4 separate regions of the Sus scrofa genome follow, and all the other regions are linked to region 1. Evidence: chromatin contacts called from public Hi-C and HiChIP or PLAC-seq data. All regions are on one chromosome and are shown on one strand. The core of a region is the stretch at or near the end of the contact, and the rest is flanking DNA. Distances in the headings are between cores, read along the strand shown.

Evidence for each region. Hi-C and Micro-C count contacts between places; a contact is called where the count stands out from the background. HiChIP or PLAC-seq counts read pairs in DNA pulled down with a chosen protein or histone mark.
Region 2: a contact with region 1 is called in a Hi-C map of liver, with 2.3 times the contacts expected there. The contact joins the promoter of MTHFR here to the promoter of MTOR in region 1. A contact is called at or near these places in 2 of 47 Hi-C or Micro-C datasets (heart right ventricle and liver).
Region 3: a contact with region 1 is called in an H3K27ac HiChIP or PLAC-seq map of alveolar macrophages. The contact joins the promoter of MAD2L2 here to the promoter of MTOR in region 1. A contact is called at or near these places in 1 of 47 Hi-C or Micro-C datasets (liver) and 1 of 2 datasets of contacts at active chromatin or transcription factors (alveolar macrophages).
Region 4: an H3K27ac HiChIP or PLAC-seq map of alveolar macrophages shows a contact between it and region 1. The contact joins the promoter of FBXO6 here to the promoter of MTOR in region 1. A contact is called at or near these places in 2 of 5 promoter capture datasets (fetal skeletal muscle and liver), 2 of 47 Hi-C or Micro-C datasets (liver and subcutaneous adipose tissue) and 1 of 2 datasets of contacts at active chromatin or transcription factors (alveolar macrophages).

What each region holds. Positions count from the first base shown.
Region 1 is chr6:71,410,132-71,416,622 of Sscrofa11.1, forward strand. It overlaps MTOR (serine/threonine-protein kinase mTOR), which reads right to left and starts at 2,782. Exons shown (of 58, transcript XM_003127584.6): 1 at 2,650-2,782; 2 at 210-385. The coding sequence starts at 371.
Region 2 is chr6:71,878,447-71,884,937 of Sscrofa11.1, forward strand. MTHFR (methylenetetrahydrofolate reductase) reads right to left here and starts at 3,672. Exons shown (of 12, transcript XM_003127574.4): 1 at 2,708-3,672; 2 at 448-693. The coding sequence starts at 680. It overlaps CLCN6 (chloride transport protein 6), which reads left to right and starts at 3,466. Exons shown (of 24, transcript XM_005664997.3): 1 at 3,466-3,684; 2 at 4,746-4,805. The coding sequence starts at 3,598.
Region 3 is chr6:71,775,976-71,782,466 of Sscrofa11.1, forward strand. MAD2L2 (mitotic spindle assembly checkpoint protein MAD2B) reads right to left here and starts at 3,217. Exons shown (of 9, transcript XM_003481953.4): 1 at 3,078-3,217; 2 at 2,600-2,651; 3 at 2,384-2,502; 4 at 1,052-1,123; 5 at 185-285. The coding sequence starts at 2,639.
Region 4 is chr6:71,752,443-71,758,933 of Sscrofa11.1, forward strand. It overlaps FBXO6 (F-box protein 6), which reads left to right and starts at 3,225. Exons shown (of 7, transcript NM_001244632.1): 1 at 3,225-3,306; 2 at 5,122-5,263. It overlaps FBXO44 (F-box only protein 44), which reads left to right. Exons shown (of 5, transcript XM_021095338.1): 5 at 954-2,077. The coding sequence ends at 1,135.

The DNA of each region.
Region 1 (6,491 bases), core at 1,532-4,031:
ATCACAAGAAAGGAAATGCCACAGAAATGTGGAACTGTGGCAAAGGAACCTGCCCATTCTACAGACCTGAGAAATTGGGTGCCTTTCTAAACTAGAATCTTTGCCTTTTCTGAGCCCTCAATCAGCTGTCAAGAGGCATCTAAACCAGGAATGGCACATGCAGCCCCAAAAGGCCATGATGAAGGGCCCCAAACCGCAGCAGCTCCAACCTCTCGGAGCTCCATGGTGACATAGTGCTGGAGTTCCTTGGCAGCTTTGGCCCTGGTCTCCTCATTCCGGCTCTTCAGGCCACTGGCAAACTGCTGCAGGACGCTCACGTTGCTGGAAGTGGTGGTCGCTGTGGTGGCGGCGGCAGGTCCGGTTCCAAGCATTTTGCCCTGAGGTTCTTTGGAGAGAAGCTGGCTTTAATATTCTGGATAACAAACCATGGCGGTGAACTAATCTATGGCCCCACCTCCCCCCACAGGCCTCCACTCATCCACATCAGGCTGGGGATCCTAAAAAGGCTGGGAGACCCCAATGAAAAGCATGCAGAAAGCCTCAATTCATTTGATAACCACGGGTGTTGAAAGAGGCAGCAGAGCAGAGAAGGTCAAATTATGCTATGGGCTGTGCAGCCAGACTACCTGGGTGTGAATCCAGTCCAAAATTATATACCTCAAGGAAGACACTTCAAATATCTTAGTTATAATCGGAGGATAAGAGTACCTAACTCAGAGGACTGATGTGAAGATTAAACGAGCTAATACATGTTAAAAAGTGCTTAACATAGTGCTGGGCACACAGTGAGTTTGCAATAGTTGCTGGGTTAATATTATTATTATTACTACTACTCTGTACGTTGCACAGAGCCAGGTAGCAGAGATGGGGAGCGTGAGAGAAAACAAAGCAAGCCTAAGACTGCCCCTCTCCTCAAATTCACTTTAGAGAGGGAAACTGATTGTTATTCTATAGCAGCACGGGTCTGACAGAAATACGAGCTACAAATGTAACTTTAAAGTTCCTAGTAACCACATAGCAAAGGTCAAAAGATACAGGCAAAATTAGTTATTTTATTTACTCCAATATATCCAAATATCATTTCAACATGTCACAATATAAAAAGTTATGACAGGTGTTCCCTGGTGGCCTAGCAGTTACACATCCAGCACTGTCACAGCTGTAGCGCACGTTCGATCCCCGGCCCGGGAACTGATGCTTGATGTGGGCACAGCCCACTGCCTCCCTCCCCCCCAAATTACTGATATATTCACTTACGGCAATTTCTTTTTTTTTTTTTTAGGGCTGCACCTGCGTCATATGAAAGTTCCCAGGCTCGGGTCAAATCAGACTATGGCTACCGGCCTACACCACAGCCATAGCAACATGGGATCCTAGCCGTGTGTGTCACCTACACCACAGCTCATGGCAACATAGGATCCCTGACCCAATGAGTGAGGCCAGGGATCGAACCTACATCCTCATGGATACTAGTCGGATTCATTTCTGCTGCGCCCCAATGGAAACTCCACTTACTGCAATTTCAACTTAGCAATTTCAACATTTTCAAGTGCTCTAAGCCACCTGTGGTTGTTGTATTGGACAGCGCAGTTCCATAAAGACTAGTACTTGGAATGTAAGCTAAAAAAAGACTAATTAGTTCCTGAGATCAGGCATTTGTTCCACAATTATGTATTGCCCCTCCCCTCAGCAAGCTTACAGTCTAGGAGGAAGTACAGACAATCCGGCAACCACAATAAAGTGGCCATAACAGAACTCGGCCCAGACTGCGACGGCCGTAACATATACACCTATCCTAGGGTATGTCCTGATTATATTAGAAAATCAAATTTTCAAAATTCTTGTTTTTGAAAGAATTTGTGAAATGCAGGAAAAAACAAACAAACAAACAAAAAAACCAGGGACTAATTGGTTCTGAAAGGGTGCAAAGACTGCAGAAGGAAGTGTCAAACTTCAGGAGAGAGGAAACCCAAGGGCTCCAAATGGGAAAACTACTACAGAGTGTGTGGTGCTTGTCTATGACGAGGGGGAGGGAGGCTGGCAAAGAATTTCCAGTCGAAGGAAGGAACCAGTATATCTTAATAAGGTCTAAGGCCTCCAGGCAGAAGTCAAAATACTAGGAGTGAAATATCTATCTTAAGGGTCTTGGCGAGGGCTTACACAAGTTAACGTCAGGTGGCTGAAACTAGGGATGGGGGCGGGGGAAGCAGAGGAGATGAAGCTCAGGGATGGAACCCAGCTCAGCTCTGCGAAATGGGTGCTTGAGAGGTCTCCACGGTGGAGCTAAAGGGGCTGACACTGACGCTGGTCCTCTCGGAGGCCAATCGGTAGGTGGCTCATAGGGGTGACTGATGCGCAAGGCGACCCAAATGCTCCCCAGCAATACAGGAGCTCATGGGCCCGCCTTCACGGCGCCAGAGACATAGCGTGAGCTAAAGGGTCCGGGGGTTTCCTGGGGATCCGGGAGGAGGTGGGCGTTGCCTCGCGGGGGTCAAGGGCTCCGGCGGCGCCCAAGTCCTTTGGGCCAGTACTGAGGGGACCCCACGTCTCAAACGCACGACTTCCTGGGGGTCCCCCCACGGACCAGGTTGGCCGTGGGTCTGGACATTCCACCGCCTTGGAGGGGTCGGTGCCAGGCCCCAGACTCACCGCGCGGCTTCGGCCGAGGGCTCAGCTGCCGCCACCAGCGCCGGTTCCACTGCTTCAGGCCCCCAGCCCCACCACCCGCCTTCCCCGCTGTCCTCTAAGCCGGGCGGGAGGGAGGGCAGTCTCCCAACACAAAGGACCAATCGATGGGCGCAAGAAGAAGATGGACTGGAATGGAGACCAATAGTAATGAAGGAGAAGTGAAGCTTCAGGACCCGGCTTCTCCGCGGGGCGGAGACTATTCAAATAGACAAACCCTGTGGCCAGTGGCAGGCGAAATAAAGCTTAGATCCTCTCGAAAAAACCAATCGCTGGTGAGTTGACTTCAGTCACTTCCACGCACACATCCGGTGCATCGCTAGTATATTTCCCCTCAGCACCTGGGCTGTGGCCACGCCGAGTCCGCCGCCTGGGTACCGCGGGATTGGGACCACGAGGCAGTAGACCGTGGCTCGAGAACCCGCCGCGTTTAATCTTCAAGATCAAAGTTTAGCGATGCCTGCGCACTATAGTTACTAGAGTAAAAGACGTGGAAGTTTCTGACTAGCATTTCTTGTGCACTCGTGATTTCTCTTTTGTTAAATACGCATTTGAAAGCGCTTTTGGATTTCCCCACTTTTCCAAAATTACCTAGGTCGTAAGATCTTTCGCAAGAAACCATAGACAAGTTTTAGCTAAATGGGTTACTCATAAATAATTTCAAAGCAGGATCATTTTAAAAACATGCTTTCTAGGAGTTCCCGTCGTGGCGCAGTGGTTAACGAATCCTACTAGGAACCATGAGGTTGCGGGTTCGATCCCTGCCCTTGCTCAGTGGGTTAACGATCCGTCGTTGCCATGAGCTGTGGTGTAGGCCACACACGCGGCTCGGATCCCGCGTTGCTGTGGCTCTGGCGTAGGCCGGTGGCTACAGCTCCGATTGGACCCCTAGCCTGGGGAGTGGCCCAAGAAATGGCAAAAAGACAAAAAAAAAAAAAAAAAAAAAAAAAAAAAAAAAAAGCTTTCTAAAATCAATAGCAGGAGTTCCCCTTGTGGCTGCAATGGAAACGAATACGTCTGGGAACCATGAGGTTGCGGGTTCGATCCCTGGCCTCGCTCGGTGGGTTAAGGATCTGGCATTGCCGTGAGCTGTGGTGTAGGTTCCAGACATGGCTCGGATCTGGTGTGGCTGTGGCATAGGCTGGCGCTGTAGCTCTGCTTAACCCCTAGACTGGGAACCTCCATATGTGGTCCTTCAAAGCAAAAAAACAAAACAAAACAAAAAAAAAATAGCAAAAATAAATTTGACATCTCATTTTTTTTTTTTTAAAGCATGGTCTATTGCAATAAACTTTAAAAATTCCTGTATCTTATAATAGGAATCCGATTAAATAAAATATGCATTCCTATTACCGAAACCTCACATAGGCATTAATAATCACAATCTAGATGAATATTTGCTAAAAAAGTAAAGGGTTCACAGTCTGCTAAAAAAAATTCAGGTTATAAAATTTAAGTCTAATATAACCTTTTACAAGTTGTATATTTCTTTTTTTTTTTTTTTTTTTGTCTTTTGTCTTTTTTGTTGTTGTTTTGTTGTTGTTGCTATTTCTTGGGCCGCTCCCGAGGCATATGGAGGTTCCCAGGCTAGGGGTTAAATTGGAGCTGTAGCCACTGGCCTACGCCAGAGCCACCGCAACTCGGGATCCGAGCCGCTTCTGCAACCTACACCACAGCTCACGGCAACGCTGGATCGTTAACCCACTGAGCAAGGGCAGGGACCGAACCCGCAACCTCATGGTTCTTAGTCGGATTCGTTAACCACTGCGCCACGACGGGAACTCCAAGTTGTATATTTCTTATGTGTCTATGTTCACAAAGGGAAAATATACCGCTAAGAGGTAATGGGATTTGGGAAAGGCATGCTTTTTTCTTTCTCTCTCTCTTTCTCGCTCCCTCCCTCCCTCCCTCCCTCCCTCTCTCTCTCTTTCTTTCTTTTTTAATCTTTTTAGGGCCACATGGCATATGAAGTTTCCCAGGCTAGGGGGTGAATCAGAGCTGTAGCCACTGGCCTATGCTACAGCTACAGCAACGCCATATCTGAGCTGCATCTGCGACCTACATCACAGCTCCTGAAACTCAGGATCCCTAACCCACTGAGCAAGGCATCTTCATGGATTCAAGTCAGATTCATTTCCACTGAGCCACGATGGGAACTCCTTTTTTAATACACTATACATACACTAACTTTATACATAGCACCCTACTTGTGTGGTTTAAGAAAAAAAATAGTTGATGAAGTGTAAGTTTCCAGGAGTCTTAAATCTAAATGAGGTTTGGTAATACTCTGTGGCTAACAAAATGCTTTGGCAGATTTAAAAGGAAAAAAAAGTTATGATTGGAGTTCCTGCTGTGGTGTAGTGATTAAGAATCCAACTGCAGTGGCTAGGGTCTCTGTGGAAGTATAGGTTCCATCCCGGGGGGGGGGGGAGGTGATTATGGCTTTAGGTTTAGAATTTTTTCATTACATTGATTCTTCTGTGAAATAATTGTTCCTCTGAATTTCACATTTTTCACTTATGTTCAACATCTTTATATTTAATCATTAAACATGTTTGAATATGTAATGCATTCACTGTTCAAATCTCAAAACAAATAAAAATTACATTTATCATGAAAAGTCTTGCTCCTTTCCTGCCCCTTCACTGCTTATTTTCTTAGTTCTGATGTATCCCTAGAGTTTCTTTTCATGTAAATACAAAACAAATGTAAATATATATTATTTCCCTCTCTCTCTCTCTCTTTTTTTTTTTTTTTTTTTTTTTTTTGTCTTTTGTCATTTTTTAGGCCTGAACCTGTGGCATATGGAGGTTCCCAGGCTAGGGGTCCAATCAGAGCTACAGTTGCCGGCCTATTCCACAGCCACAGCAATGCAGGATCCGAGCCACATCTGCAACCTACACCACAGCTCACAGCAACACTGGATCTTTAACCCACTGATGGAGGCCCGGGATCGAAACTGGGCCATCTTCATAGATGCTAGTCAGGTTCGCTGACCACTAAGCCACAACAGGAACTGCTCTCATTTCCCTCTTACACACACTGTATACTATATACACTGTTCTGCACTTTTTTTTTTTTTTTTGGTCTTTTTAAGGCTATACCCACGGCATATGGAACTTCCCAGGCTAGGGATCAAATTGGAGTTGCAGCTGCTAGCCTATGCCACGACCACAGCAACAGGGGATCCAAACTGTGTCTGTGACCTACATGCAGCTTATGGCAACACTGGATCCTTAACCCACTGAGGGAGGTCAGGGATTGAACCTGCTTCCTCATGGATACTAGTCAGGCTTGTTAGCCCTGAACCATGACAGGAACTCCCTGTTCTGCACTTTTTAAAATTTTGTGATATCTTGGAGAGCTTTCTGTCTCAGTATATAGAAAGCTTCTTTGTTCTTTTGTTATTGTTATAGCTGCATAGTATTCCACCACATGGCTATACCATAATTTATATTTCTAGTCCTCTATTTTTATACCACAGTCACAGCAACGCCAGATCTGAGCTGCCTCTGTCACCTACAGAGTAACGCCAGATCCCCGACCCACTGAGAGAGGCCAGGGATCAAACCCGCCACCTCATGGTCAATAGTCAAATTCATTTCCACTGTGCCACAAGGGGAACTCCAACATGTGCTATTTTCAAGTTCTTGCTATTAATACTAATGCTGCAATGAATGCCTTTGTACAGATATAATTTTATTCCCTGGCGAGTATACAAAATAATGCCCAGAAATGTGATGCTAGAGTCAGACGGAGTATAATTTCATGTCATTTTATGAGTTGTCAAATTCTCTATAAAGGAG
Region 2 (6,491 bases), core at 2,422-4,921, 470 kb after region 1:
AATCGCATGAGAAGTACAAGTGGTTAAAAGCATGAACCTTAAAAAAGGAACTGCGATTCGCGAAGTGCTAACGTAATCCAGTCGGGCGTTTTTCGATTTCACGGGAATAATCCAAATTCCTAACTGGCTGCAAATACTCTCCAAGTCCCCAGTTTGTAACTTCCTACAATCTACTCAGGATCTGGCCCCAAGTTCCGCTAAAGAATGCAGTCAGGGAGAGTCAACATTTTTTTAACCCATTGAAGAGCGGGTCTAAACATTCCAGGTGCTTGGAGGGACTTTCACAAACAACAGAAGCTGCGTATATCGAAGGATCTACCCTGGCTTGGCTTTTTTTCCAACTCTTTTTTCTGCCGGGTCAAAGTGCAGCCCTGCCTCAGGGCTGACAGCTCACATTCCCCCCAACCCACGCCTCCATCCCCAGCTCCTTATCTTACATCCACTCACCTAGAGATGAGATTGACGGCGCCCTGAGCAGTTCGAGGAGGGAAGAATTCTAGGGAGAACCACTTGTCACCTGACTCCATCCTCCGCTTCATCTTCTCCCTGAGCCTCTCGTGACGCTCGGGGTCCAGCCCCGGTGTAGAGCACCTTGAGCTCTCCTTGGAGCTCTCGCTGCCACTGCTGCTGCCCTCACAGCGGGGGCCGGGGCCGCCGTTCCCTCTGGGTTCGTTCACCATGGCTGAGCTCCTGCTGCATGGGGTGAGGGCGGGGGCGTGAGACGGCAGGCGGGCAGCCGAGCCCCAGAGTAGCAGGGTCAAGTGAGAGGCGCTGCATTTCCACGCAGGAAGAAGGCCGGAAAGGGTATGGGTGACAACGGCCCCACCCAGTGGCTCCACGAGCCACCGTCAAGGTTGTCTGCGCAGCCTCGCTCCAAGCTTTGCCCTCCGCGGCTCCCTGACTCCATATAGGGCTGCCCCCACCCAGCACAGACACACACTCCTTCAGCCCCTGGATCCTCCGTGACCGCTACCTGATGGCGGGTGGCACAGAGGACCTCGAGATGCCAGCCTCCAAGGCCCACACTCCTAGAGAGGGGCAGCACTGCCCAGCTGGGAGGCACTTGGCTTTTGGACGGTCCATTTCTGCTAGTTTAGACTCAGACCCCAGACCTCTGGGGAAGAATCCGAGGAAACTTCCCCAGCGGGTGTGTCCGACTGGGCGGAGCTGTGACAAAGGAAAAGCTCAGAGCTGTAGCTGGGCCGAGCCCGTGCAAGGGGGCGGGGGCAGGGCTTCCAGGCCAGCGGGAGGGCTGAGGCTCTAGTGGTCGAAGGCGGATGGAAGGAGGGGGATGCAGGGCTGGAGGCAGCCGGGTTTGGGCGGAGATGGAGCTACAGACAGATGTGCACTGGATCACTCTCCAGAGAAGGAATGGCTCAGCCACGGAAACGCCTCCTGCTAGTGCGTTTCTATGTACACAGGATGGAAGGGGTGGGGGTTTGACAAAGCAGCCAGATTTCTCCTGAGTGTGTGCTTCTCCAAAAAGACCATGGATTAGACTTGACATTGGCTGGGTTCCAAAAGTAGCCAGACCCAAGTTCAGTCAGAGCATGGATTTATGTCCAACTCAGAACAAAGGCTGTCCAGTCTGTGCCTGCCTTCCAGGCTGTTCTTATACACACCACTGAAGTCAAAGTAATTAGAGTGACGACAGAGCCACCAGAGTCGAAGCCCTGAACCATGGCAACCACAGGCAGGCCAACAGAGGGCACAGTGCCACTGGGCAGTTTGGTGGGGAAAATAAAGACAGAAACTTTCTAAGGAAACGCTACTCTTGTACAGGAAGGTGCAAGCACATAGCAGTGAAAACCCAGGGGATGGGGACATGGAGCACTAGAGGGACAACCAGGCCAGGTTCATGCCTTTCAGGAAATGTCCACTGCTAAGCCAGTGTTGTTAACCATTTTGGGGTCCTAGACTCTCGAGAAACAGGTAAGATCAATTGCTCCTCTCCCCTAAAACACACAACAAGTGCACATAACACACACTGGTCCCTCCAAAGTCAAGGAGTTGAGGGAGTTCCCACTGCAGCAAGTAGGTTAAGGACCTGGTGTTGTCACAGCTGGGGTGTATGTAGGTCACAGCTGCAACTCAGATTTGATGCCTGGCCCAGCGTGCCACAGGCTCCACCAAAAAAAAAAAAAAAAAAAAAAAAAAGTCAAAGAGTTGAGCCCAGACCACGCTTTCCATCCCTAGGGAAGCCCATTTTGATTCTGACCTAAAACTCCAGTTTCTCCATGGGGATTAATGTCAAGAATGAGAAAGGGGAGAGCCTCAAGATCAGCCTAGGCTGGTCTTTCTCTGGAATTCAAGAGAGTGCCTCATTAATTGCTGGAACAAACCAAGAAAGGGGAAGGAGGCTGAACCACAGACAAATCAGAGCCATGGACAAACTATCTATCTGCTCTTTGTTCAATAAGGACTTACCTCATTCCTAGCATGCACTAGCCTTCTTTCAACCTTTTTTGTGTGCTACCACCTACCCATTTCAAGCTAGGGTCCCATCGCACCCAGGGCTGCAATTGTGGGCTCACAGGTTTGCCTGCGCTCCCTCTTCCCAGTTCTCTGAGACCAGGGCAGGGTATTCTGTCCATGGTATCCCAGTGCCTGGCATATGGCACTAACAGCCAGCACTCCTGAGCACCGACCCACCAGGCACTGTCACTCTGTTCTCAGAATAATCCTTTACCATCTGCTGAGCACTTACTTAATCAGTGCCGAGCACGGGGCAGTGGGGAAATACGGAGGCCACCACTCCCAGAAAGGTCGGGTGGGCACCCGTGCGCAGCCCGATGCAGTGGACGCCGGAAACAGGGCCAGCGGACCACCGCTCTTCTCCAGGCGCTCGGCGGGGAACCGGCGAAGAGTCTTTGGCGCCCGGGTGGCTCGGGGGCAGTGGATCGATTCACCGGGTCACCGGCTCATGGTCGGGGTGAAGAAATGAAGGCCCAGGCCCAGTCCGGCACGGGGACACCCCGACTCAGGGCCGCCTCCGACCAGGCCGGGGAGGAAAGTGAGTCTTCGCTTCGCTGCTGGGGGTCGTGCAGGAGGCAGCCATTAAGGATTACATTACTCTCTCGGAGGACGAGCGAGGAGGGGGCGGGCCGGCCGCTATCGCTCGCTGCCCACAGGCAAGAGCCCGCCCCCGGGTGGGTGGTCCCCAACTCCTTGGTCTCCTTCCCTGGCAACCCCGCGACTCGCTGTCACTCACCCTCTGGTCGCGGATGACTCGGAAAGCGTGCCCGCCGCAGCTGCGTGGACGCTGCGGGGCCCGCCGGAGGAGGGGGCGGGGCACGAGTGGGGGGCGCGGCGCAGGTGTCAGGTTGCTAAGGGAGGTGCAAGCAGAGGGCGGAAACCACCGGCCCAGGCGCCCGGAAGCCCCGCCCCCAGCATGGCCGCGCCCAGAAGTCTCTTTGGAAGCCGTCCCTCCGCCGTCATGTGACGCGAGCCCTCGCCCCACCCGTTTGCAGCCACTCCCAGTCTCCGTCCCCAAGCACGAGAGGGCCACGTGACACTCCCGGAGCCAGTCACGTGAGGCGCGGATCCTGGGCGGGAGGGGGTTGCCAGAGGGGTCCAGGGTGGCAGTAAAGGAGGAAGATGGCGGGGTGCAGGGGGTCCCTCTGCTGCTGCTGCAGGTGGTGCTGCTGTTGTGGTGAGCGTGAGACCCGCACTCCCGAGGAGCTGGTGAGGAGCTGGCGGAGCGGGGCTGGGCAGGGGGCGGTTGCTAAGGGACCGGGGAGAGGCGTTGCCGGGGGTGGGGCCGGGCCGAACATGGACCGCAGGTGGCAGCGGGTGGGGCGTGGGGACAACAGCCTGGGCTCTGGAAGCATCTGCCGGGCTTCACGCGTACAAGTCTGGGCTTTTTTTTTTGTGTGTGTGTGTGTGTGATCATAACCCCTGCCTAGAATCTGAGGGAGAATCCAGGCCTGCACCAGTGCATCCCGTCCTCATATGCTTTTATTTCCATCTGAAAGGAGTTTTGAATGAAACAAGCGTTTTCAGAAGGAGCTCCTCCGCTGGAGTTTGTGCAGATCATGCAGCTGAGATTCTCCAGCCCTTTCTCTATTTCCTCACCTTTTCTGGGTCACTGATATTCCAGCTTCCATCTGCAAAGCACTCTGGGAAAACTTGAGTTATGTCCCCAGAGTTGACAAGTCCCTCCTGGTTTCAGACTTGGCATGCTGTCAGGTGGAACCTGAATATTTTCCACCTTAAGCTGGCAAGGGACATCTCTGAAGTGTCCTGAAGACGAGTGATTATTTGGAGAATGTTCTGTAGGGATGAAGAGCTCAGTTGGATGAGGGTAGATCCCCACCCATGGGTAGAACCCTACCCGCTCCACCCCCATCCCAAAAGGTTGTTTTTCCGTCTAGTTCCCATTTGAAAATGACTTCAGATGACTTAGAAACTAGCAGTTGATTTCAGTACATATTTCTGCCTCATTCCAATTTTTTTTTTTTTTTTTGCCTCATTCCTCTTTAAAAACCATTAAGGAGTTCCCATCATGGCTCAGTGGTTAACGAACCTGACTGGTGTCCATGAGGACATGGGTTCGATCCCTGGTCTCACTCAGTGGGTTAAGGATCCTGCCTTGCTGTGGCTGTGATGTAGGCCGGCAGCTACAGCTCCGATTCTGCCCCTAGCCTGGGAACCTCCATATGCCTCAGGTGTGGCCCTGAAGAGACAAAAAGACAAAAAAAAAAAAAAATTAAGAGGGTCTTCCTTCTGTGGATCTGTTCTTCTAGACCATCCTTGGAGAAACACAGGAAGAGGAGGATGAGATCCTTCCAAGGAAAGACTATGAGGTAAGATTCTTAGATGCTGTCTTGGGTACCAAAAGTAGTGAGTGACCTGCTCACTTCAGACCCAAGCATTAGGATTCCAACCAGAGATGCTCTTTGACCTTTTCTCCCAGGAGATGAGTAGGTAAGAGGTAACTTCTTTGTGGAAAGGAGACTGTTTAAAAAGCCCTTTTCTCACCTCAACCCCAAGCAGGGTCTGAGTGTGTCTCCATGTTTTCGTGGATCTGTGGTACCTTAATCTGGGTAGAGTATGTGTTTGCTATTAGATGTTTTCTTTTACAACCTGCAGAGACCCAGAGTCAAAGCCACTGAGTGTGTGCTCCTAACACGTGAGGACAAGAAGACTTTGCTTCTCTTCTGAGTGAACTGAGTTTTCAGATGATTGTTTCCTGTCTAAGCAGCTTCTCTCAGAAATGTTAATTCTTGAGTGTAGTTCTCCATTTCAGGCATGGAATTCAGAGAGGGGGGGAGTGTGTGTGTGAGTGGGTGTCTGTGTAGTAAGGCCAGGCCAGTCCTGCGGAATGCTTTTCTATTATTTAACCAGTTCACGATGACATTTCTATGACTTTTGCAATGACAAACACAAGCCACAGTTGTGATAGAGGATTTGTAAATGATTTACAAAAAGAGGCTAGAGAAAAACCCACAACCCTGATCATTGAAAGATGATTATTCACTAACAAAACATCCTTTTCCATGTTTTTTTTTTTTTTAAGTAGCAAAGTAAGATTCTACTAAATACTCTATTTTAACATATTTTCTCCCTCCACTGGGTGACAGTTTTTATATCAGTAGCTGCTTTTCTATAATATCTTTTCAAATAGGGGAATGGTATTTCCTTATGGCACAGTTTCTTTAATCTGATTTTTCTATATTGTGATCTGCATGGTGGGGGCCATCCTTTCTAGATCATCTTTAATTGGTTCTTTAGGATTAATTCCAAGGAGTGGAATTAATCATGTCTGTGTTTAATGCTTTTTAAAAATATGTTGTGCAGACTTTGAAAATTCAGTATTCTAAAACAATAACATACCAGGCTAATTTTCTTTTTCTATTTCATCTTACTCATGCTGTAGAATTTAGTGTAAGTACTAATGATTTGTAGTGTAACATGGAATTTTAAAAACCTTTTATTCTAAAGAATTTCAAACATAGACAAAAATGGACAGAATAGTAAGAGAAAGCCCCTGTACTCATCACACAGCTTCACACATCATTCAGCTCATGCCCAGCCTTGTTTCGTCTATTTTCCCATCCACATCCTCCTTCCTATATTATTTTGAGAGAAATTCTATACATCACATCATTTTGTCCATAAATAATTCAGTGTGAATCATTAGTGGGTAAGGGCTTTCTTTTTAGCGTAACCCAATACCATTTTCATACCTAAGAAATTGACAATGATTCTTTAAAATCAAATATCCAGTGTTGAAATTTTCCAGTTGTCTTATAAATGTCATGTACTTTTTAATAGTTTGTTTGAATCAGGTTCCAAATAAATGGTCCTCACATTCATTTGTTTGATATATCTTTTTAAGTCAAGTGTATTTAAGATGAAATAGGTTCCACCTTCATCTTTTTTTTTTTTTCCTTGCATTTGACTTGACAAAATAATTTGAGGACTCTGGAATTTGCCAGGTGGACCACAATGATGTAGTTTAACCCGCCTCTCTGATGCGAGTGCTTTTA
Region 3 (6,491 bases), core at 1,967-4,466, 370 kb after region 1:
GGCTGGGACTAGCCGTTCTCCAGCGGTGTGATTTTCCCGGTGTGATGAGAAGGATCTCCCTATGACTCAGCCACCAAGAGGCTTTGTTAGGTCAGCACGCTTGCCACGTCTCCTCTGGGACCTATAGCAGGGTGCTCAGGAGCTGCCTTAAAGGGGTGAGGGGAGGGCGAGCGAGGCGGCGCACCTGATGGACAGCAGCGGAGGCTGGGTGATTTCAAAGACGAATTTCTCCACTGGGCGGTGCTCTTTGTCCAAAATCACCACCACCACTTTCTCCACATCATTCTGCAAGGACAGAATCCTCTATTCCAGAACTGGACACCCACCCCACCCCCTGGCACCCCTCCCTGCCCAGGGAAGGATGGGAAAGGCACACTCGCAGCCCCGTTCAGCTGCCAGGCCCAGAGTCCCTCAGAGCCCAGAAGGAGGAATGAGAAGCTGAAGTGGGCACCCCAGACACAAGTGGGGCCTGCAGGGAGGAGAGGATGCCTGGGCCCGGGGCGGGGGGGGGGTGCCAGGACATCTCAGAGAGCAGAACCAGACAAAAAAGACCATGAAAGGGAGTTCCTGTTGTGGCTCAGCGGCAACGAACCGACTAGAATCCATGAGGGTTCGGGTTTGATCCCTGGCCTTGCTCAGTGGGTTAAGGATCCTGCATTGCTGTGAGCTGTGATGCAGGTCACAGACGCGGCTTGAATCCCACGTTGCTGTGGCTATGGTATAGACCAGCAGCTGCAGCTCCGATTCGACCCCTAGCCTGGGAACCTCCATATGCCACAGGTGCAGCCCTAAAAAGCAAAAAAAAAAGGAAAAGAAAAGAACATGTGAGAAGAACCCAAAACCCTCCAGGGCCAACTCTACTAACCAGGGCTCCAGGCCAGCATGCCCTGAATGTGCCCACATGCCCCAGGGCCTGTCCCTGGGCAGGGGGTCTCCAGAGTGCAGGGAATAGGCTTCTGGGTGTTAAGAGTCACAGGGCCTCCACATGGTTCCGGCATCACCCGCTCCCAGCACTGGGGGTGACGTGGGCTAAGGGGCCCGGTGCCCTCACCTTCTCCAGGAGCGGCTTGACGCAGTGCAGTGTGTCCTGGATATACTGGTTCAGCTCCGGGTGACAGGACATCTGCACACAACCCCATGATGGCTGGTGAGGCCACAGCACTGACGGGGAAACCACTGGACAACCCCTCCAGCAGCCTAAGGCCCTATCTGCTTTTGGAGAGAGGACCAGCGGTTCCCTAGGGCTCCCCACCCAAGAGACAGACTTCCCATCATGGGGCTAAGAACTCAATAATCCACAGAGAGAGAGAAGCTAGGAGATCCTAAGAATTCGGTCTCAATATCAGCATTTAATATGGCATTAGGTGTCCCCAGTGTGGGGTCACTGATCTACTCCAGATTCTGAGAAGTCCCCACATTGTGACATTTGGGCATACAGGCATTTTTCCAGAGAAGGGATCCAGAAACTTAATTTTCAAACATTAAGAATCTGGAATTTAGGGGAGGTCCCTGGTGGTCTTGTGGATAGGAATCTACATTTTTGCCACTGCAGCCCCGGTTTGATCCCTGGTCTGGGAACTAAGATCCCACATCAAGCCACTGAATGCCGAAGTGGCAAAAAAAAAAAAAAAAAAAAATCTGGAATTTAGGAGCTGTATGGCCTCAGGCTTAACTTTTCTGGGCTTTAGTTACTTCCCCTGTGGAACAGCTCATAGAGAAAAAGTGAGGATTATGAGACTGATGTGCTGCCTACTGCGCTAAGGAGGCAACCAGGAAAAAGTGAGGATTAAGTGAGATAAGTACCTAGTACACAGTGGGTGCTCAGTAAGTGCTGATTCTTTTTTTCCTATTCCTTGTATATCCTTTAAGCTTCCACCACCTTCCAGTATTCGGTCATTTGTCCTAATATTTACTGAGTGCTGCTAAGGGGCAGGCACTTCTAGAGACTGGAAATAGAGTAGCATATATTTACTGCTTTGTCTGCTTTTTAACCTAAAACAACGCATTACAATTAGGGTACATGAGAGGAGAAGGTAGGTGCCTGAGGTTTATAGGAATCCCCTCCCCAAACCAACCATTCACCAACTTCAGGAGACCTTTAAAGTACAAAGACAGTGGGGTACCGGGGTGCTCTAATGGGAGGGCCTGGTCCCTAACTTTTGGCAAAGGGAAGTCCCAATTCAGTGGGGATGGAAGGAAATGCCATGGGAGGAAGGGGTGGGAGCTTGTCAGGCTAACAGAAGCTGCCACCAGGCTGTTGGGGAAGTCAAAGTCAAGGCCAGGCTGCTGGGGAAGGAGGGGGATAAGCTTGAAGATGGAAGAGCGTTAACCCCCCCTACACACTATGATTTGGGGTGCAACGAGCCTGGTTGTGGGGGCTCACCTGGACGGGCACGTTGTACTTCTTACGTTTCTGGAAGATGCCCACCGGGTAGACCTCACGCACGTAGAGGATCAGGTGCACGGCCACCTCCAGGAACTCGCAAAGCACGTCAGCCACCACTGCGAGGGGGCAGAACCCGGTGCGCTCGGGGAAGCCCGCCAGCCCAGGCCCTCTCTGGGCACCCCGACCCCAGGTCCGCAAGTCCAGCCTCCCTACCTTGACCAAAGTTGAGGTCCTGTCTCGTGATCGTGGTCATCCTTCCGGACACCTGGGGGTGGGGCAGGAGTGGAAGCTAGTTCCAAAGGCCCAGGCAGCCGCAGGGCCCACCGGCCCCCACTACTCCTCCCCCACTTTGGGGGCGGAGGGGATCGAGGCGGGACGCCCCTCCCTTCACACAGAACCAGGGCAGCTGGGAAGGAGCCCCCAAGCTGGCGTCAGAACTCAGAGGCATTAGCTGCGCCTCGATCACTGGCCTCTGTCCACTGGCCACCGCGCCCTGCAGTCTCGTGGCGTGGGGTGGGGGTTAAGAAGAGGCCAGAACTGTGCCTGCATAAAGGGCACCGCCGCGGCCGCAGAGAGAACAACTGGATGCGCAGGGCCGAGAGCGCAAAGCGGGGATTCGCGGAAAGCGAAACTAGACTAGAATAAGACTTCGCCCCCTGCCTGGATGGATCCTCCCCAGAGGGAATCTCGCCTCTCTCTCTCTCTCCCGGTACCGGCTCCGGCCTCGATTCCCGGGTCGGGGCCAGGCCCCCGGGAGGGTAACCGCCGACCGGTTCACTCGCGCCTCCCGCTCAACCCGCCGCCAGGGCGCCGCTCGGTGACGTCCGCGGCGCTCCGGTGGGTCCTAGCGCCGGCTTCCAGCCACGCCCACTCCCCCGCGCAGCCAACCAAGGGTGCGGGAGGGAGTGGCCGACGGGGGGCGGGGCTTTGGAGGGGCGGGGCCCCGTCTGGGTTGTGATCCCAGGACCCAAGAGAGCGAGTACCGAGCCACGCCGCTTCCTTTCAGTTTTGGGTGGGCGCGAAAAAAGACGACTTTAGTCTCCCCACCGAATGGCTCCGTATTTTCCTCCCCAGGGCATTTCTCTCGCTTTAAGAGGCGCGGGAAGTGGGCGGGTAGGTGTTGCTGTTGAAAGCCAGGTGGAGGGCACAGCGGGGCACTATGGACAGCGACATCTACTGCTAGCTCCGGAGTCACCATCCCCGGAACCTCAGCTGCCCAACCGAAAGCGAATCCGCCGGCTCCGGGGCGGGGACTGGGAAGGCTGGCACCGGGGACGTCCCCACCCCCACCCCCACCCGGAACCTAAATGCTGCCTATCTTGACCTCCCAAGAAGATAAAACCTCCAGAGCAGAGCAGCGTAACAATAGCTAACATTTATAGAGGTCTAGCCACGTGCCGGGGACTGGGCTAAGTGTGTCTGTGCATTAGTCACCAAATCCTCAAAGCAATTCCATGCGACAGTTGCTATGATTGTCTCGGTTTTACAGAGGAGCCAAACGAGGTTCAAGGGTGAAGTGGCCTACGCGAGTTACCCAGCTTTTGGGGGAGGGTGTACGCAGGGTTGACTCCTGCCATTACACTTTATAGCTCGGAAGTTCCCCAGAGCCATGGACTCTGAAGGACTGAGAGGACCATGGGAATAATAATAAGAATAATATTAATAATATTGATTAATAATTACTAAGGCGGATTGAGCACTTACTATGTTGCAACCACTGATTTCTTTAATTCTCTCATTAACCCTAGGAGCTAAGCCTCTATTTTATAGTCCTACTTTAGAGATGGTAAAACAGGCTCAGAGATGTTCCCTAATTTGCCAAAATCACACAGATGGACTACAAACCCAGTTCCAACTTCTACTTTAACTCCCAGGCTTCAATTTATTTTCAGCCCATTTTACAGGTGGAAAAACTAAGGTCAGAGAAGTGGCTTCAGAATTACAGGCAGCATAGCAGGGCCAGAAATCTGGGGATCTTGTTTCTGACCTCCAGGAAGACAAAAGCCTGTTAAGAGTCATAAACCCATCTGTTGTACACGGATCTAGCCAGGAATGCTTACCATTTACTGCTCAGTACTGCAGACCTGCACCGCCTTCACCCCAGATGCTTTCAAGCCTGCATTTACACACTTCTAATGGGTGGGGGCAGGGAAGAGAATAAGTAACCTGACCCTGGAAGCCAAGAACCCCAGCAGAGCCTTTCTCTAAAGCAGTCTTCGGAAATCCGCCTCAGAATCCCCGGGGAGCCCATTAAATCCCTGGAACCTGGACTTCCCTGACCTACCGGATCAGTCAGAGTGCAGAGCAGAGCACTGGCCCTTTAACAAGCTCCCAGGGACCCTGATGCCTAAGAAAGTGTGGGAATTGCAACCACCATGGTTTGGACTTTCCCAGAGAAAGTCTCCACTTCACAAAATTGCAATGCTTAACCTAAAGGAATGGATGATTTATTTCAGAAATGGATGCACCTGGCAGAACGTTTTGGTCATAGCAACCCTTCTCAAGACCTGGGGACCCTGCCCCCGTCATGTAGGAACCAGCTGAGCAGCTCCCCGTCTTGTAGAAAAGTGTCCCCTGGCTCCTTGAGATTTAATTACTGTAGATGCTTTGAAAACTGGTGGAAACTGCCCCTCCCTGGAGGCTGCTCAATGCAGCATTTTCATTGGTAACAGAAAGTGGCGCTCTTAAGGGGGCAGTTCCTTGAAAAGGGTCCCTTAGGACTGGGGTCTAGTGTGGAGAAGCTCAGAGCCCAGCTACTCCTATGGGATGACCTCCAAGGCACAGGGTGGGTGACATGGGGGCTCGTGCCAGGCATTCCTTCCATGGGTCCTAAGCCCCAGCCCCCACCCCCATACCAAGATGACACAGTGCAAGCCACCCACAGGCCTCCTGCCACACAGAGCTAAAGACCTTCAGAGAAACCTTGGTGGACAGACACCCCAGCACTCCTATTTTTTCCAGTGGGGAAACTGAGATCCCAACATCCTGGTTCAACCCTGGGGTCGCCCTTGTCAACTAGAAACTGGATAAAAATGCCTAAGTGCAGGGCTTTGGATTCAGAGCCAGCCATAAACGGAGGAAGGGGGGCTAGGAGACAGATGAGGAGGGATCGCGCTGGTCTGACCCCAACCCCCAGAAGGCCTCCATGTCATTTGTGAAAGGAACAGTCTGGACAGATGTTCCTAAACTTCTGACGGCCTTGGTTTTCATGGGGACCAAGAAGCTGGGGATGGGGCAGAGGCAGGGGGCTGAATCAGTTTGGGGCCATAGGGAAGCTCTGGGAAAAGTTATCTGTCATTTCCATCCAGCCGGCATCTGGTTTTTCATATCTTAATCACATCAGCGTGATGGATGGTCAAGGGACTGAGATTACATTATGGGATTAATTTATTACATTTTTGCATAGCCATTTGCTGGGAGACTGGTTTTCAAAGTTATTTGCATATTCCTCACCACAAGGATAATGTGTAGGAGGGCACGCGGGAGGGAAGGATGGATGTTTAGGATGAGAGAGAGCTTATTTGCCAACTGAAGCAGCCTCCTAAGAGTCTGCCATGGGCTGGAGAGAAAATCACTCCCTAGAGACATTTAAATTGAAACTAAGAGAAGGTGAGATGCAAGCAAGGTTGGCAAAGACTAAGGCCTGCCTGGATGAAAGAGGATTCCCGGTCTTCACTGAACAACACGCACCGAGTGGACAGGATCGAACAGCAAGCAGTGAAGTGGCCTGATCCTTCCTGATCCCTCCCCAGACGCTTCCAAAGTCGTACCATTCCCACCAGGCTGGTCACCCGACATATCTTCCATCTCATCCCTGCCTAAGGTTCCCAGGACACCAGACACAGGGAGAGAGGAGGAGCCTGAGTCTGCCACACATAGCCAGGTGACAATCCCACTGATACCATGATGCTCAGGGGCCCTTTAGGACACCCCCTGAGCAGAGACCCAGCCTCATTCATTCCCTCAGTCCAGCACCTCACCAGTGCCTCGTCAAATCCAGGTTCTGAACGAATATGGGTTTTTTTGTTGCTGCTTTAAAAAGATATTTATTTATTTTGTTTTTTATGGCTGCACCTGCGGCACATGGAAGTTCCCAGGCTAGGGT
Region 4 (6,491 bases), core at 1,975-4,474, 340 kb after region 1:
ATAGTTAAGCATTACAGGGTGTACTATCTCTTTTATTACTCACCTCTTCAACTGTGCCTTTGTGTTGAGAAAGCAGCTTTAGCAAATGGACATGGCCGTGTTCCAATAAAACTTTATTTACAAAAATAGGTAGTGAGCCCCTAGACCATGGTTTGCCAATGCCTCACCTAGACCAGGGCTCTTGAGTAGAACTTTCTGCAGTTATAGAAATAGCCTGGCTGCCCCATCCCATTTCTTAGCCAAGGGCCACATGTGACTTATTGAAAACCTAATGAGTCCATTCCTAGTGCGACTGAGAAACTGAATTTTTAATTTTATCTAACTTTATTTATTTATTTATTTATTTTGTCTTTTTGTCATTTCTTGGGCCGCTCTTACGGCATATGGAGGTTCCCAGGCTAGGGGTCGAATTGGAGCTGTAGCCACCGGCCTACACCAGAGCCACAGCGATGCAGGATCGGAGCCACATCTGCAACCTACACCACAGCTCACGGCAATGCCAGATCCTTAACCCACTAAGCAAGGCCAGGGATCGAACCCACAACCTCATGGTTCCTAGTCAGATTTGTTAACCACTGAGCCACAACAGGAACTCCTAACTTTAATTAATTTCAACTCACATAGCCACATGTGCTCAGTGACGACTGTCTTGGACATCTTTTGGCAGCTGGCAAAGTTTTCTTCAGTTCCTTTGAGCTGCATTGAGATAATCCCATGGCCTGGACCCAGCAGGATTTAACTCCATTTTACAGATGAGGAGACTGAGGCATAGACAGGAGGGGTGGTCTGCCCAGAATCAGAGTTTGGACTAGAATTCCATCTGCTGACTCTGGTTTGAGCCCTAAGACCTCAGCGCATCCTGGCCCCCTCACCCCCCCAGGCAGGGCCACGCTCAGAGTCAACTCCTCTGACCACTCTCCTCCCCCCCCACCTGCTCCCCACCCCACCCCCAGGTCTCCCACACGTTCTCCAACTATCCGCCCGGCGTCCGCTACATCTGGTTTCAGCACGGCGGCGTGGACACTCACTACTGGGCCGGCTGGTACGGCCCGAGGGTCACCAACAGCAGCATCACCATCGGGCCCCCACTGCCGTGACGCCCCCAGGCCCCCAGCCACCTAACCCCAACTGGTAAACTGCTGGTAGAGAAGGGCTGGGCTTGGGAAGGGGAGGTGGGGGCCAGGCTCCCCTAGACTTCCTAGTTCATCCTTGCCCCCCTGCCCCCAGCTGCCTCTCTGTGGCACCTCTTACTTTGGGCCACCTTTGTATGTTATTGTGGCTAGCTCTCTGCCTGGGGCTCTCAACCTGAATGATAGGGCTCCTGAGTTAGGGGGGTACAGGGCGTTCCCCCAGGCTCCTCCCCCAGATGCCTCTGACGGAGGGTCTCCAAGCTCCACTGGCAACCAGTGTCCCTTCCTGGGCCTTTTCTCACTGTCCTCTTTGAGGGCCTTTCAAGCAGGGACAGTCGAGACACCGGGTAAGCCCACGGCTCCCCTGCACGGCTGCCCTCCCAGATGCTAGGAGGTGAGCACGTAGCTCAGATGGGTCTGGGAGTGGAAGGAGGGCTCTGCCGGCCCATCCTCTGCCCCATTCTTTGCCACTCTCAAGCTCCCTGGCTCTGCCCACATGCTCAGAGAGGTAGTTTTGGCCCAGAAGTTCAGGCCTGATCCTGAGATAGGCAGGCCTCGGGTGGGGTGGGGTCCTGGCCGGGTCTGGACTGGCCTTACTGTCCATGAAGTTCCAGAAGCCACATGGGTAGGAAATGAGGGCAGGGGTCTCCAAATGACACCCCTGGGATCCTGTGCACGGTAACCCAGGGCAGGAAGGGGGCAGGATTGGACCCTGAGAGCTGGGATGTGTGAGCCCTGGATAAGTGGGGGGGAGAGGGCGCAGGTTAAGGACCATTTGTCCACCTGCATGCCTAGGCCAGGCCCCCAACCTACCCTCGGAACTGCCGTTCCCAGGACCTCCCCACCCTGTCCGACCATGTTCCTGCCTCTCCCTCCTGCTGGAAGGACAGAGTGCTCTGATCCTACCCCTGCTGCATGTGGCCAAATAAAAGGTCTTCCCAGCCCAACCTGTGCCCTGTGCTTTCTAGGGTGCGGGTGGGGGGAACCATAGACCTTGGGGGAGATCCTGCCCCTGGTCTGCAGAAGCCACAACTTGTATGGCTCTGTCCAAGGTACAGAGAGAAATGAACATCTCCGGGCCAGACCTTCACAGAAGGAGGGACAAAACAGACCCCTGGATGAGCTGCAGACACCTTGCCCTGGCAGTCCTCCAGTATACTGCCAGCTTCCTCTGGAGGCCTGGCCACGCTGAGGGGGGAGTGCTGGGGCGGGGGGGAATATCTCCAGCAGCTCTTGCATGGCCCTCATGCTGGGTCAGCGGTATCCCAGGCACTGCTTACTGGTGTGTTCCTCACTGCCCAGAGCGTTCCGACATTAGATGCAGTCAAAGAATTTAGAACGGTGCCTGGCACACAGTAGGTGCTCAATAAGTACTGTTAATGTGCACTGTTTCACGCAACAGTGAGCTAAACTAGGGCTTCAGCTAGGGCAGGGACCACCACCCAACAGCTGTGAGATTAGCAAGTTCGCCAAAGACACCCTTCCTTGGAGAAGATGCAGCCCCGAAGAGTTAATAACTGGCCGCGATCAAGCACCCTTGTGCAGTGCACAGCCTGCACGACGCTTTGCGGTTGCCTGATGAACGGGGGGGAAAAAAGGAATTCATTAACTTAATCCTAACAAAAACGCAGAGAGGTACTTTGGAGGAAACTCAGGCCTGCCCGAGTTCAGGTCCTAGGGGAGCGTAGGCGCCAGGCTCACGGCCAGCGTTTCAGCAGTCACCCTGCAGGCGGGACCCCACCTCCCTCGCTCCCTCCGCGCCGCGTAGCGGTCGGAGCAGGGGCCCGGCGGGGGCGGGGGCTAGGTCAGGAGGCGGCTCCCGCTTCCCCAGAGGGAGGAGGAAGCCGAGAGGAGATGGGTCCCCGCCGCTGAGCCGCCCACCGCCGGGAAGGAAAGGCTGACGTTCAGGCGACAAGGTCGGGAGTTGCCGTAGCGCGGGCCCGGCACGTTCCGGGGGACCCCAGACCCTTCCGCTCACGGCGGGGGAAAGGGTCTTGGCGTGGGACCCGGCGAGGCCGTGGGAGCCGCCGGCCGGGACACCGCGGGAGGTGGCCCGAGCGCGGCGCGTGACGCAGGCGCGGGGCGGGGCGGGGCGAGAGTGGCCGGCGTCGCCGAGGTCGCAGGTCCAGGCCGACCCCGAGCTCAGGTCCCGTCGAGCGCCCCGCCCCGCGCCCAGGTCTCCGCCCCACGGGGGGATCGCTAAGGGGGCGCCAGGCCGGCGGGCGGGGGTGTGGGTATCTGGCGCTAGGCGTCGCCGGGACCTTAACCGAGCCCGCGGACGCTGTCCCGGGCGGCCCGGGACGCCGGCAGCCGGCGGGGTGGGGGCTGGAGGGTGGGGGGAGGCCGTGGAGGGCCGCTTCCGGGCGGGACCCTGGGCGGGCGGAGCCGATCGCCGGGCCCTGGTCACCGCTGGCGGAGTCCCCCGTGCCGCGGGGCCCGGAGCATCCTAGGCATCCGCGGCCACGCCGGCCTCACCTCGCGAGCAGCGCCTCGGCCGGGGGGCCGTCTGGGAATTCTGGGCACCGTCACGCTAGGCCTGGGACCCAGGCCTAACTTTCCCAAGCCTCAGCTTCCGCTTTCGGAATTGGTCTTACTAAGAGTGCCTTAAGGGGTTGTTGGGACGGTCTCTGGTGGCAAGGAGAAGACAGGGCTCCGGGCGTGGCACGTGAGAAGCCCAGTCGGGGCGTGGTGGTTTCTTGGGGCTCTTGTGGACGTTTCCAGCCCAGAGTGCCCAGGATGGCCTTCACCCCCCACCCCCCGCCCCCGGAACACCCCTCTGCAGTCAGGCTTAGAGGATGGGGTTGGGTGATAACATGCGACCAGAGCAAAGACCGGACTTTGAACAACAGAGGGAGGAGCTTTTGTACCTAAGACACCTCTTACTTGGAGCCCAGGGACTTTTATTTGGCCTAGACAGGGCGTTTAGAAGTTATCAACATTTAAAAATTTCAGAGTTGCCTTCTGGCTCAGTGGGTTAAGCATCCTGCTATGGCTCGGGGTCATTGCTGTGGTGGGGGTTCATCCTGGCTCAGGAACTTCAGCATGCTGTAGGTTGAGCAAAAAAAAAAAAAAAAAAAAAAAAAAAGAAGAAGAAGAAGAAAAGAAAGAAAGAAAAGGGAAAAAATGATTTTATGTTATTTAAAAATGTTTACAATTCTTCCCAGAAAATGAGAAGACCTGGCCACATGGAGTATTTTTCCATCATAGAATTTTGCACAAGATACAAGTACCTCATTTATCTGTTTATTTTTTTTCTCTGGTAAAATGCTCCTTCCTAGGCCAGAGTGTGTGCTCACCCTCATTTTTTATAGGATGAAAGCTTTGAGAACTGTGTGTAAAATTAATCAAGGGAAACTTTACTAAAATAGAGGCAAAGAAGCAAGACAGAGGAGCACTTAACAGTCAATACAATCTCTGTAGCAAGAGACCTTCTTGGCTTCTCTGGCAGGAAGTGACACTACTACTGCCAGCAGGAAGGTAAAAAAAGACTTTCTCCTTCCCTGGCAACAGCTCAGCCAATGAAAAGCCACTATACTTCCAAATCCCTATGTCTTCCAATGGACTTTTTTTTTTTTTTTTTGGTCTTTTTAGGGCCCCACCCACAGCATATGGAGGTTCCCAGTCTAGGGGTCCGATCAGAGCTACAGCTGCCGGCCTACACCACAGCCACAGCCACACCAGGTCCAAGCCACATCTGCGACCTACACCACAGCTCACGGCAAAGCCAGATCGTTAACCCATTGAGCAAAGCCAGGGATCAAACCTGCAACCTCATGGTTTCTAGGGTTTGTTTCTGCTGTGCCATGACAGGAACTCCGACTTTCTGTTTATAATGGCCTCCCTATCTTGCACTTCTCTATAAAAGAGTTCCCTCTCCGTAACAGGACTTGTAAGTGGTTCGCCATAGTTGCATATCCTGCATTACAATTCTTTGCTGTTCCCAAATAAACCTGTTTTGCTAGTAAAATAACTGGCTGTTTTATTGTTTTAGGTTAGCATTACACGAAGGTTTCAACCTGGATCCAGAGAAGACTCCCCAACAACTCCAAGGCTGGTGAGCAAACAGGTGCTGGTACCTACAGAGAAAGCCCGGAGCTCACTCATTGCTTTCTTGCCAACTTTGGAGTTTGAGGGTAAGTTTTTCTCCTGGATCTGAGCTCCGCTCTCTTTGCGTTTTGAAGCTCTCCAGGTTTTATTTGGAATGTATTTAAAGACTTCATCCTTTTTTGTTAAAGCCTTGTTTTGTCCGTGAGTATTTGGCCCTTTAGCCACACTCTTGAAATCAGGCTGTTACTTCTGGAACTGTGCTGTTCAGCCTTTGGCTTGACTCCTTTGGGATCAGGCTGTTCCTACTGGAGCTGTTTTGGTATTTGGCCTGCTGGCTGCATAAAAATTATTCTTTTCGGAGTTCCCTGGTGGTCTAGTGGGTTAAGGATCTGGTGTTGTCACTGCAGTGGCATGGGTTCAATCCTTAGCCTGGGAACTTCCACATGCCACAGGCATGGCCAAAACATAGTTATTATTATTCTTTCCCTCTAGGGAGAAACCCCTGAAAGGTGGGATCCCAGTTGTCTAAATGTTTTGAGGAGCCCCCCTCTCGTCAGGGACTCTGGGCAATTTTTTGTGTAAAAACTGAAATCTCTCCTCGCATGCATTTCTAACTAAATGGACCAACTGAAACAAAAGTATTTTAGAACCTCAGTGGCAATATGGGGAGCTTTTCAACTCCTCAAACTTACCTTTTGAAAAGTGTGTTAGATACCCATAGATCCGAAGTTATCAAATCTGAACCAGACATCTATTTGATTGCTATTTTAAGGCTTCCAAAACTTATAAGGAGGCATTCCCTTCGTGGCGCAGTGGAAACAAATCTGACTAGGAACCATGAGGTTTCAGGTTCAATCCCAGGCCTCGCTCAGTGGGTTAAGAATCCAGCATTGCTGTGAGCTGTGGTGTAGGCTGGCGGCTACGGCTCCAATTAGACCCCTAGCCTGGGAACCTCCATATGCCCCAGATGTGGCCCTAAAAAAAGGACAAAAGACAAAAAAAAAAAAAAAAAAAACTTATAAGGAGTCTAAAATTGCCTCTTTGCAAAATACAACTTTTAAATTTACTGAGGCAGACATAATATTCAAGAAAGACACAATGGCTTCCGAGAGGTCATTTTGCCCACGCCCTCTTCTGTCCCTGGATGCTGAAGCCCATCCCAAGGGCCACCTTCCTTTCCCTCTGCACCTCCCCATTCTGATTCTTTCCGGGAACTTTCCTTTTCTCCTAAAGCTCCACTGACTCTTCCTGCTCCCTCCTCTGAATCTTTCAGAATCTGCCTCCTTAAAATTCAGTCTTCCCGGAGTTCCTGTC